Linked DNA regions of Mus musculus: region 2 is linked to region 1. The links are chromatin contacts, called in public promoter capture Hi-C maps. All regions are on one chromosome and are shown on one strand. The core of a region is the stretch at or near the end of the contact, and the rest is flanking DNA. Distances in the headings are between cores, read along the strand shown. Region 1 overlaps Epn2 (epsin 2). Region 2 overlaps Grap (GRB2-related adaptor protein).

What was found. Capture Hi-C pulls out chosen DNA fragments and counts their contacts.
Region 2: a contact with region 1 is called in a promoter capture Hi-C map of liver. The contact joins two enhancer-like sites. A contact is called at or near these places in 2 of 39 promoter capture datasets (embryonic stem cells and macrophages), 3 of 115 datasets of contacts at active chromatin or transcription factors (cardiomyocytes, embryonic stem cells and pancreatic cancer cells) and 3 of 9 other capture datasets (adipose tissue, liver and pancreatic islet).

Annotation. Positions count from the first base shown.
Region 1 is chr11:61,544,700-61,550,799 of GRCm38.p6, reverse strand. It overlaps Epn2 (epsin 2), which reads left to right. Exons shown (of 11, transcript NM_001252188.2): 3 at 3,889-4,650. The coding sequence starts at 4,056. Among named protein-coding and RNA genes, the nearest start is that of Epn2, 32 kb to the left of the region's middle. Within about 2 kb of position 4,164, at least 12 of the 459 cell types and tissues checked have an H3K27ac peak or open chromatin away from gene starts, as enhancers often do. A contact at or near this core is called in liver, where this site is marked.
Region 2 is chr11:61,656,172-61,661,853 of GRCm38.p6, reverse strand. Grap (GRB2-related adaptor protein) reads right to left here. Exons shown (of 5, transcript NM_027817.3): 2 at 1,535-1,632. Among named protein-coding and RNA genes, the nearest start is that of Grap, 5.7 kb to the right of the region's middle. Within about 2 kb of position 2,138, at least 35 of the 459 cell types and tissues checked have an H3K27ac peak or open chromatin away from gene starts, as enhancers often do. A contact at or near this core is called in liver, where this site is marked.

The DNA of each region.
Region 1 (6,100 bases), core at 2,915-5,414:
GGTTGGATGGCATTTCCCTGCCTAGCTGCACAAGTCTTAAGGACATATGTCTATGGGATATCACCCTAGCCTTGGAATTTTTTTCCAGGTTTTTTGTTTGTCTCTTTTCAGTACTCACTGTCACTTGAATTCTGACTACATTTTCAAGTATGTAAACTCTATCTCCCCAGTGTCCCCAGATTTAGTGACGTAATGGTTACAGTGTTTTCTGTCATGCTACTAGCAGGAGAGTAGATGGCCCCCCTCTCTTTTGTTGACTATGCTACTTTCTTGGGGAGCACTGAGTTCCCTTGATGTCAGCCTGGCATTTGTGCTGAGAGTCTAGTATGGATGAGCTGGGCTTTTGAGGCCCTGCTGGGGCTCAAGGAGTTCTTTACCCAATCCCTTTGCTGTTGCTAGCTTCCCACTCAGTGTTCTCAGGTGTTGCCTATAACAACATAACTTGCTGTGGAGTACAGGTATTTCATACAACTGAGCAGTCCAGGGCAAGGTAGATGTAGGGGGTCACATGATGTGATGCCTTGGCCCTCCTTTCCTTAAAGAATAGTGGCATTTGTTTCAGTCTCTATTTGCTTCCCTTTGATTTGACACATTTTACTAAAAAAAGTGCTTTTTGTCAATTTCCTAGAACTTGACTGAATATTTAAAAACAAAAAAGCCAAGAAAAAAAAAAAAACAAACCAAACAAAACCCCAAACAATAAAAAGCAAAACAACAACAGCAGCAGCAACAACAACAAAACCAGCCATGGAGCCATCTCTCTAGCCCCTTACTGCTTATGTTGAATGGGAGTTAGAATCCAGGGCCTCACTGGTCAAGTAACCTCTGCCACTGTACTGGTCACAGCATTTCTCCAGAGCAGCTGTTGTGCTCAGCTTTGCTCTTGGTTGGAGTTTTAACCAATTTTTGTGGTTATAATCATAGTCATTTTCAGAAACTTTTATTCATTTAAAGATTATTTTATTATTTTTTAAATTTATTTATTTATTTATTTATTTATTTATTTGAGACAGGGCCTGTCCTGGAGGAAGTTACTCTGTAGACCAGGATGGCCTCTAATTCTCTGCCTCCTGAGTGCTGTGTCTGGCTTTAAAGATTTATTTTTATTTTATTTGTATTAGTGCTTTGCCTGCATATATGCCTGGTTCCCTGAATTGTCGCATAGGTTCTGGAAATTGAACCTGGGACCTCTAAGTATGGGCCAGGCATACTGCTGGATATCAAATCAATCACATGACATATCCCAAAGTTGTGGGCATTAGGTGGATCTGAAATGACTTAACAACTTTGACACATCTGTGGTTAAGCTGAAATGCTCAATCCTCCAGGAAAAGAGCCAAGACCTGCTGAGGTGCTGGCTGAAGGTGAAGGAAATACAGAATGGGTAGTAGAGGAAGGTAGTTATAAATACCAATTAAGGCCACGTAACCAATTGCAGAAACGAGGATTATAAAGTAATATGAATGCCCATTGTAAATTTACTAATGCGTTTGCGATTGTACGAGGGATAGTTATATCATGTTAGGCGTATTTACAACCTTGTTATTGTTTCATGTGAACATGAGATATTATTTGTGTCAAGTTGACAAGGGGTGGATTGTAGTGGCTATTCCTGGTTGTCAACTTGACAATATTTGGAATGAACTACAATCCGGAATTGGAAGGCTCACCAGTGACCCTTATCTGGAGGCTTGGAGATCCTTATCTGGATCTTGGTTTGAAGATCTTGAGCCATAGTGGCTATGGATTCCAGAAGATTGAATCTCCGAGTTTAAGGAACACACCTTTAATCTGGGCTACGCCTTTCATCTGGGATTAAAGGTGTGGTGGAACACACCTTTAATCTGATCTACACCTTCTGCTGGAGACAATATAAGGACATTGGAAGAAGGGAGTCTAGCTCTTGCTCTTGCTCCTTCGCCTGCTTGCTGCGTGAGACTGAGTAACTGCTAGATCCTTGGACTATGAGATATTATTTGTGTCAAGTTGACAAGGGGTGGATTGTAGTGGCTATTCCTGGTTGTCAACTTGACAATATTTGGAATGAACTACAATCCGGATTGACTGGAAATCAGAGGTGTCTTTTTCTTCTATGAGGCCCAACCTGTTACTGCATACAGTAAATTACAAGTGAAAAACCTAATTAAATCAGATGTACAGTCACTCTGAAAAAGGTTTTATCTGTTTTCTGACAGGTTTTGGGGATTCATGAAAGCTGAACAGATGGGTAGAGAGGCAGAACATGCCGCCATCTAATGGAGTCAGTGCTCTGGCCTCAGGCACAGACAGGGCTCCTCAGCCTATCTGAGTGAGCAGAGAAGGCAGCTGAGGCTTTATGAATTGTCTCCTTATCTCTGTGGCTGTAGGTGATGAATGACCATTGTATTCTTTGTGTCGCCTTTTTGTTTATTTTTCATGCACCCATTGCCTGCTTAACTGAGTCTTGAAGAAAGAAACTAGGGATGTCTGGTATTTCTCTGACAGAAACACCACAGCAATCCAGGGAGAGGAAGGTTCACTTTAGGTGCCAGGTTCTGGGCTGCCTGAGGATCTGTAGGGAGGGTCTCAGCCTGTTACAGTAGCCAGCCAACTTTAAGATTCCACACCTTGTATTTTATATTTCTGATGGGAAGGAACTACCTCTACTGTTACAAGGAATTAAGCCATAGGGACTGAGCAACTGTAGCAGGGCTGCCGAGGGCCCTTGTTTTCTCTCAAGTCTTCAGTTGTCTTGAGATTTGTTTCTTTATCTTACAGATGAGGATTGTGGCCTGAGGACAGGAATACTGTTTGTAAGTGTAATATCGTTTATTCAGGTGTTTATTTCATGTTGGGCACAGTGTTGGATCCTGGCTCTTCACTGTGAATGGGACAGATGGCGATCACCATACATGCTGGAGATGGGAGATGTGGACCTTACTCTAGCTCTTGTTCATCTGAAGAAAGGAAGGAGATGTGTGCACTGGAGCCTGTGATTCAGCTCTGGGGTTCGGCTTTCCTCTCTGAGATGAGGTGTTAGGCTTGTCCCTGGTCAGAAGATCCTGAGAGCTGGGGTATATGGGGAATGGAAGGTGGTAGTGTAGGTTGTTAGCTTTTCTATAGAAGAGCAGTCAGCATTTCACTAATTCATGCTCAGGAAGGGTCACAGAGAAATGGCACTTAAGGAGAATTTTCTAGGCAGTTAGGGGCTCATGAGCCAAAGCCCAATTTTAAAGTCATAGACAGGCATTTTAGGCTTAAGGTATTTTTGAAATGAGACTTTGTTGCCCCAACACGGAAAACTCTAAGGACTGGACAGGAGTACATCTCAGTGCTGAGGTACATAGTTGATATGCATGTGGCCCAGAGTTCAGTACCCAGCACCAAAGGTTAAAAATACATTTATCACGACATCTCACCCAGTACCTCAGTTTTCCTACATTCGGCTTTTGTTTGGCATTAAAGATAGGCCGCAGTAAAGCCGGGTGTGGTGGTGCACGCCTTTAATCCCGGCACTCAGGAGGCAGAGGCAGGCAGATTTCTGAGTTCGAGGCTAGCCTGGTCTACAAAGTGAGTTCCAGAACAGCCAGGGCTAAACAGAGAAACCCTGTCTTGAAAAAACAAACAAACAAACAAACAAACAAAAAACAAAACAAAAAGATAGGCCACTGCAAGCTAGCCACTCCGGCAAAAACCTTAGGAGATAGAACAATGATCATGGTGTTTGCTTAAGGTTTAAATGAGTTTATTGTTTAGCATGTGGCATTTCTGACCTGATCTTAGTTTTGAAAGCAGGATGGATGTTTTTGTATCCATGGAACTAGGTATGTTCTTGTACACTGCTTGTCTTGGGCTCTCCCATCCTCACCAGTGCTTCTTATAAAAGCAATGTGTTCTTTTTCTCTCTAGGGCATGGCTGCCAGCTTCTGGGACCTGAGGCTTTGGAGGAGGAAATGACTGTGGAGGGCCATTTTGTTCCATCTGCATTTCTGACACGGAAACTTCCTAGGGTGCAGGCTTAGGGGACAGGAAAGTTTCTCTTGAAGGGCTTCACATTTGTAACAAAGAAGATAAAAATGACAACTTCATCTATCAGACGGCAGATGAAAAACATTGTGAACAATTACTCAGAGGCTGAAATCAAAGTCCGGGAGGCCACCTCCAATGACCCGTGGGGCCCATCCAGCTCTCTGATGACTGAGATTGCTGACCTGACCTACAATGTGGTAGCGTTCTCGGAGATCATGAGCATGGTTTGGAAGCGACTTAATGACCATGGCAAGAACTGGCGGCATGTATACAAGGCACTGACACTGCTGGACTACCTTATCAAGACAGGTTCTGAGCGGGTGGCCCAGCAGTGCCGTGAGAACATCTTTGCCATACAGACTCTGAAGGACTTTCAGTACATTGACCGTGATGGCAAAGACCAGGGTATTAACGTTCGAGAGAAATCAAAGCAACTGGTTGCGCTCCTCAAGGATGAGGAGCGGCTGAAGGTTGAGAGAGTTCAGGCTCTCAAAACCAAAGAGCGCATGGCTCAGGTGGCCACTGGCGTGGGCAGCAACCAAATCACCTTTGGCCGTGGCTCCAGCCAGCCCAACCTTTCTACCAGCTACTCAGAGCAGGAGTATGGCAAGGCTGGGGGCTCGCCGGCATCCTACCACGGCTGTGAGTAAACAAAGTACCTCACCTTTATGCGAAAGCTGAGTGGCAGGTGCTGGGGCTGAACACCTGAGCACCTTAGTTCTCAGCCTCTGGCTGAGACCCAGGCGACAGCGTCCTCGATCTAGATTGAGTTACTTACAAAGGGGCTTTTGGTCCCCCTGGCTGCTCTGTGGGTCTTCTGGGAATTTAGTCAAGGCTATGCCATGCTTCTTAAGTTCTTAGGGGAACGTGGACTCCAAGGCCAGTCTCGCCAGATTATTTTTTTGTCCTAGAATGTCAGTCAGCCAAGGGATTGTCCTGCTTTCCAAACCTACAGGGACTCAAATACCTAGTAGCCAGGAGGAAATGACCCTTGTACTTGATCATTTATTTCTGAATCTTGCATTCAGTGTCTTTTTCTACCAACTGAATTGCAGGTCTCTATAATAGCTCAGTCCTTAGTATTTCATTAACCAGACAAGGTTGGATGTCTCTGTTTCACCTAGAAAGGAACACTCTAGGTTAGCATCAGTAAGACTTTCTCCTCACATATGCAAAAGAGTCTCCAGGATTTGATTTGTATGGCTGGGTCTGTGCTGTGCAGGACTGATCTGCGTTCTGATTGTGTGTTGGATCACTTTGGGTCTTTGTTCTATATTCAGAAGACGTTTCAGGGAGAGGAAGTGGTGTTTGGGCCTTGTAGAAGCTGATTTCTGATCCTGCTAGTCTCCTGGGCACTGCCAAGAAGTTATCTCAGGCACACTACACTGTTCATCCTCTATTTCTTAGGGCTGGGCAGCTACTAAGGATCCTGAACTCAGAGAGAAAGGTGGCTCTGGTGGCCCTAGGATGCAGTAGAAACGGGCTTCCAAGCCTATATCCTTCAGAACAGTACATTATGTCAACATAACAGAAACCTTTTTGTTTTTTACTTTCTGAAAGTGAGTCCCCCTGGGTAGCCAGCCTGGCTGCAAACTTGCTATCTTCCTAATCAACCTTCAGGGTGCTGGATGATGGGTGTGTGCTATCTGCATGACCAGCACGGCAGAACACCTTTCCTTCTTAATTTGCTACACACCAGCATTTTCCACTTTTGTATAATAGGCTTCAGTTTGACTTTCTTTGTACCACCATTAGAATTTTGAGGAATGTATTTATTATGTAAGAGATTTACATATCAAAGTCAGGCTTCCTGCCTCTAGGAATTCTAAGTTATTATTAGGGTTGGAGCAGGTTAACATTTTCTTGTATTTCTGGCTATCGTAATTTTCAAGTTTGAGTTGCTTTCTTTAATCTGATGATGACTTGTGAGATAACTTATATCTGAAGGTAGCCGTAAGTCTCTTGAAATCTCCCTGCATTAAGGATTAAGTTGCACACCAAAATAAGCAAACAAACTAATTAATTAAAAAAATAAGATTGGCCCATCAGGAGAAGTTTTATTTTCCTCAAGGTCCCTCCTGTGGAGGATACA
Region 2 (5,682 bases), core at 889-3,388, 110 kb before region 1:
GCAAACTTCTGTTTGAACCTGCAGGCTCAGGGGCTTTTCCTGTTGCTGAGGAGCCCTCCCTGCCCCTACAATCACCTCCCTGCCCTCCAACTTCCCTGAGAATAGAGGACCTGCATCTCCAGATCCAGGGACAGAGATCATCCTGGGACTCAGAGAAAGAGTGGAGCTGCCATAGGTAGAAGCCTTCTAGGGCTACACCCCTCTCTCTCCCCACCACCACATTCAGAGCCTTCACACCTAAGAGAGGGTGACCCTCACAGCTGTTTTGGGCCAGGGTAGGGCCTAAGATGTTCAAGCTGGGCCAGCTAGTCAGCATGTCCCCTAGGATCTGTTGAGAACCTGATCATGACCCTGCTTGATCCAAGCATAGGCAGGTGGTTGTGCCTTCCAGGCACCAGGGGCTTGGGGTCCTTGACTCTGGAGTATCCTGATGAACCCTCCTTTGCCCTGGCCTCCATGACAGCCTGATTGACGACTGCAGCCCTTGCAATCCCTCTCCTGGCCCTAGGTCAGGTCTGTTCAGCAGTTCAGACTCTACAGCCTTCCAACCTCTGCCTTAAGCCCTTCCTGTGGCCACCCAGGCGACCTCAGTCCTCGCTCCTGCATGCCCCAGCCCTCGCTTGGCTAGCACCCAGGCATCACGATATGCTTTTCTCTCTTCCCCTGTGTCTTCCTCCTGTCTCTGGTTGGGGGTGTGCCAGGCAGGAAAGCCAGCAGAGTGGTTAGGGATGGGGACCCGGAACAGGTGTTGCCACCTCCAGCACAACAGAGGAAGCTGGAGGTGGCAGCAGCTTTGGAAACAAGCAGAAAAAAAAAAAAAAAAAAAAAAAAAAAAAAAAAAAAAAACCAAAGAGGAAATACCCTTTGGGCTCCCCCTGTACCTCCTTCCTTTTCACCCAGCCACACAGCACAACTTCCACCTGCTGACTGAGCTCCACCCTGGCCCAGCACCCCCATGGCTTTCTGCTCCCTTGTCTCAGTGCCTGTCCTCTGTACTAAAGGGCCAGGGGTCATTGCTTTCCTTGCCTCGTTCTGGCTTCCTCCCTTTTTCCACTTTCCCCCGAAAATTCCAAAAGTCATTGCCCTTGTCTATACAGCCAACTCCCATGGATCCCTCAGCATCTCACTCATTGCCACCTTTTCTGAGAGGCACCCTGATGCTGCCTGCCTTTCTACATATACTTTCTGTGCCTTGTGTATCCCACTATTCTGATCCCCTGTCCCTGTGTCTGGCTCCCTGAAACCAGATCAATGACCCAGATGCCATTTAAAGAATATCCAGTTGGTGTTCAAGGATCGTTTAGCTGTCCAGACATTCTGAGAGCAATACTGGATGCCATCTGTAAAGAGCCTGACCTACGTCCCAGACCTAAGATATCTGGGCCAAACTAGACTTCTAGCCTATCCAAGTCCCAGACCAGTCAGCCAGTGCCCATCTTCTTGGGGTGTATTGTACCCCAAGCAGCTTGGCTCTGGCAAGGCAAGGTGGGGTCGCATCGCCTCCAGGTGGATGGTGGCAGTGGTGACTACTCACGGGTGTGGCTTTACACGGATGTAGTTCTTGGGAACAAAACCCTCCGCTCCTCGGAGCTCAGCTTTGTACCAGTTCTGGTCATCTTCCATGTTCAGGATCTGTAGGAAGGAACAATATGTCTTGTCTACTCAGCCACCTGCTGAGGCCCTGCTGTCTGCAGAAGCTGCCAGGCCGCTGTCCCAGAGGACAGAGCCCTGGATGGGGACCTATGGCATCTCACAGGCCAAGCCTGCATACTGGCAGGTGGACATCTACACCTTCCATCCAGACCCCCAGGGGCCTCGGGGAAAGGAAGTAGACTTGTGTTCCTTGGTTTCTGACTGAGCTATGTTTGCAGGAACACAGAGTAGCCAATCAATGACCACTGAGATATGACATGAAGGCCCCCAGATGAGTCAGAGAGCTCCAATGGGTCACATATATTTGGTGTTTGGGATGACAGTGAGGATTAGAATAGGGGGACAAACAAAAGATCCTATGTTCTGATGAGGCCAGTTCTGAGAGTCCCAGTTCCCAGATACTTAGGCCCCACAGATACCCTCCAAGTCTGTGGCCCTGTCACCCCAGGTGAACTAGCTGGAACTAGGTTGAGAGTCACTGGGTGAACCACTGAAGGGTGGAAAGCAGGAGGGGACAGCACCCTCCATGTCATGGGTACGTTTGCGCTGTGTCACCTCAGTTCTCAAACAAGCTGAAGAAACTGCCATCACCAAGTGCTGTTTCCCAGCCAGGCTTAGAGAAGGAGTGAACCTGGCCAGGGCAGCACAGCATACACAGCCCCTATAGTTGGTATAGAGCATTGGCAATGCTGGCCTTAGGGGCCATGGCCCACTGGCTCTCACCCCACTGAACTCCTGCCTTGTCCCTGGCACCAAGCCTGAGGCCCTTCTCTACTTAGGAGCAGGCTGCAGAGCTGGCTCCCCTCTGCACCAGGGCAATAGAAACAGGGAAATTGATATATCTGCATGTCTGATCTGCAAGTGAAAAGCAGCTAAAAGGCTTGTGCCTCAGTCCAGTCCTGAGCCCCCACCCTGGGGGAGGAACTGAAGCCTGGCTGAGCCCTTCCTTCCTTCCTGGCCTGAAGAAGGTCAGCAGTGCTGGGCAGACAGAAGCGGGTAGTTGAACAGATGGAAGCGGGTAGCTGGCTCAGAACCACTTTCACTCTAAATGAAACAATTTCCCCAATGTGGCCACAGCTTGAGAAGGAAATTCTAGCCAGTGCTTTTGAGCTCTGGCTACTTCTGTTGTCTCTAGGGATTTGGCTCCAGCACTAGCTGGAGCCCTGCACTTGCTCCAGACATTAGCTTATCTGTTAATGGGCATAGCTGTGACCAACCACACAGTTTCTCATGCTATAATTCCTATGTGGCCACTGTACCCTTAACTCCAGCCATGTACTGTTCTGCATCCATCCATCTCTTTGTGCAGACCAAGGATGCTTCTATGCTTACCTTGCTGAATTCTTATTGCTGATGGAGCCCTGGACCTTTGGAGCTGTGGGACCTCCTTCCCCAGAGAACACCCTTCAGGTTAGTACTGAATCCTAGGTCAAGCTCAGAGCCTGTCTGTCCCACCACTGGCCCTGACTGCTGCTGGCTTTTCTACTGCCCCCAGAGGCAGTCACTGACAGCTTGCTTGAGCACCTACTGGGTACAGACAACAAAAGGAGTCCTGAAGGTGCTATGAATGCTAGGAGCCTGTCCCCAGGGATGCCTTAAAGAAGGTGAGAGACAAACAGCAGCTTCATGCAGCAAAGAGTGTCAGGGAGCCACTGCCTGGACAAGGAGCTGCCAGAGGGGCACACAGAGTGCTCAAGAAAAGCATGTGCGCGCACACACACATATGTGGGAGATGCCCCGATTTATAAGAAAGGACCAGCTAGTTTGGTGGCCCATGCCTGTCTCCCCAGCCCTTAGAAAGCTGGAGCAGGAGGATTTTTGAGTTCCAGGTCTGTTTGGACTACATGGTTAGACTTGTTTGTGGTTCTCCATCCTTCACCGGCAAAAGGAAAAGAAAAGGAATTCAATGATGAAAAGATAGGGGGACAGTTTCCAAGGTAGAGGGAATAGGGGGACAGCCAGGGCAGAAGCCCAACTTTGGCTCCTTGAAAAGAGGCCACGGGTCTGAGGAGAAGTGCACTAGCTACATGGCCATAGGGGAAGGGCAGGGCAGGGAGAGATGCTCAGATTCCAGACAGGAGTCCAGAGCTGGAAGGTTTCAGGGGCAGGCGGCTAGGGTGCATGGTACCATCAGCTTCCCAGGGAGATATCAGTCTGAGTCCCCGGGGCAAGCTAATCATGGAGAGAGAGAGAGAGAGAGAGAGAGAGAGAGAGAGAGAGAGAGAGAGAGAGAGAGAGAGAGAGAGAGAGAGCCATGTGTGTGTGTGTGAGAGAGAGCTGTGTGTGTGTGTGTATGCGTGTGTGTGTGTGTGTGTGTGTGTGTGTGTGAGAGAGAGAGAGCTGTGTGTATGCGTGTGTGTGTGTGTGTGTGTGTGTGTGAGAGAGAGAGAGAGAGAGAGAGGGAGAGAGAGAGAGCATGCTTATTCTCTAGCTAACAGTGGCTTCTGTCTACCTAGAAGGACCTGCCTGCCAAAGAGGGCCTTCATCCCTGTTAAGAGTCACTCAGGGCCACATGTCCTGAGAAAGCCTATGGCCTAGGGGGTTTCCACCTATGTTTTCTGAGCAGCACCTAGAGAGGAAGTTGTGTGCCACCTGCAAACTGGCATCACTTGGTGTGACATAGTTACACCCACCAGAGCCCACCAGGGGAGGGACTGGACACCAGCACACAGTGTAGCCCTGGCCAGAGAGGAAGGAGCCCATACACAGGGCTCTAACGTTTCTAAGCTACCGACAGCAGGGAGAGACTGTAGTGAGGTAGAGAAGCACTCTGGGGTCAAATTCAAAACGATGCTAAAAAAAAAAAAAGTCTCAGAATGAAGATACTGAGTAATATTTAACACAATATGTTAACAAATTGAAATGCATAGGAAGTGTGGATGGGTGGTGATCAGTACTAATATATCAAACCAGTTCACCGGGACCATGGCTAGCAGCTGGCTGCTGGCTGCAACAGTGAGGATGTCCCCTTTTATCTGTGCAGTTTTTCTGCCAGTCTGAAACAGGTCTAAAGCCAGTTACAGTCAACACAGAAAGGTTTACAGGAGCAGCCAGTGCAAGGACCGTGAAGTGAGACCTAGAGGGAAAGTATTTGCCCAAGATGCACAAGGTCCTGAGTTCATTCCTAACACTGCAAGAAAAAAGGGCAGGGCTTCAGTGCATGCACCTCTATTCTAGCACCAAGGAGGTGAGGCGGGAGGATCACTGCAGGTTTGCAGGTCTGGGCTACGTAGTGAATTCAAGGCCAGCCTGGACTTCACAAGGAGACCTTGTCTCAAAAACAAGAAAGAGGGCCAGGGAGATGGCTCAGTAGATAAAAGCACTTGATGGCCTGGGTTTGATCCCTGGGACACACACACACACTAATAAGTCTAATTTTACACACACACACACACACACACACACACACACACACACACACACACAAAGAACATGCAAATAAACAAAGAGAATGTGATTTTGCACTTGGACAGCCTTAGCAAGTCCTCATGGGCTTCGGCCCCACCTCCACCCAGCCCTCCCTCGGAGGGGTAGGGCTACAGCCTCTCCAGTGCTCAGATCGTGGCTGTTCCACCACGCCCATTCAGGTTCACTTCTGTATCTAATTCATACTCTGTGCACCCCCCAGAAGGACAGCTGCCTGGAGGAGCCCATCCTGTCTGCCTGGCTGTTTGCTTTCTCATGATTAGCTGGAGTCTAGACCTAGACCTAGGACCTGCTGCTAGATGCTTCAGAGCCCTATCTGGCTATAAAGGGAGTTTCTGGGCCATGCAACAGATTATTTTTCATTTATTCATTTTGAGATAGGATTTCCAATTCTGTCCAGGCAATCGCTTCAACAACATCAAGAGTGCCATCTGGACTACCGCAAAAAAAAAAAAAAAAAAAATTGTTTTTTAGATCAGGCTGACCTCAAACTCACAGAGATCTGCCTGCCCCTGCCTCCCAAGTGCTGGGATTAAAGGCATGCACCACTACCACCTGACTCCTAGTGCAAAAATTTTAAGCTTTTTAAATTCATCTAGATCA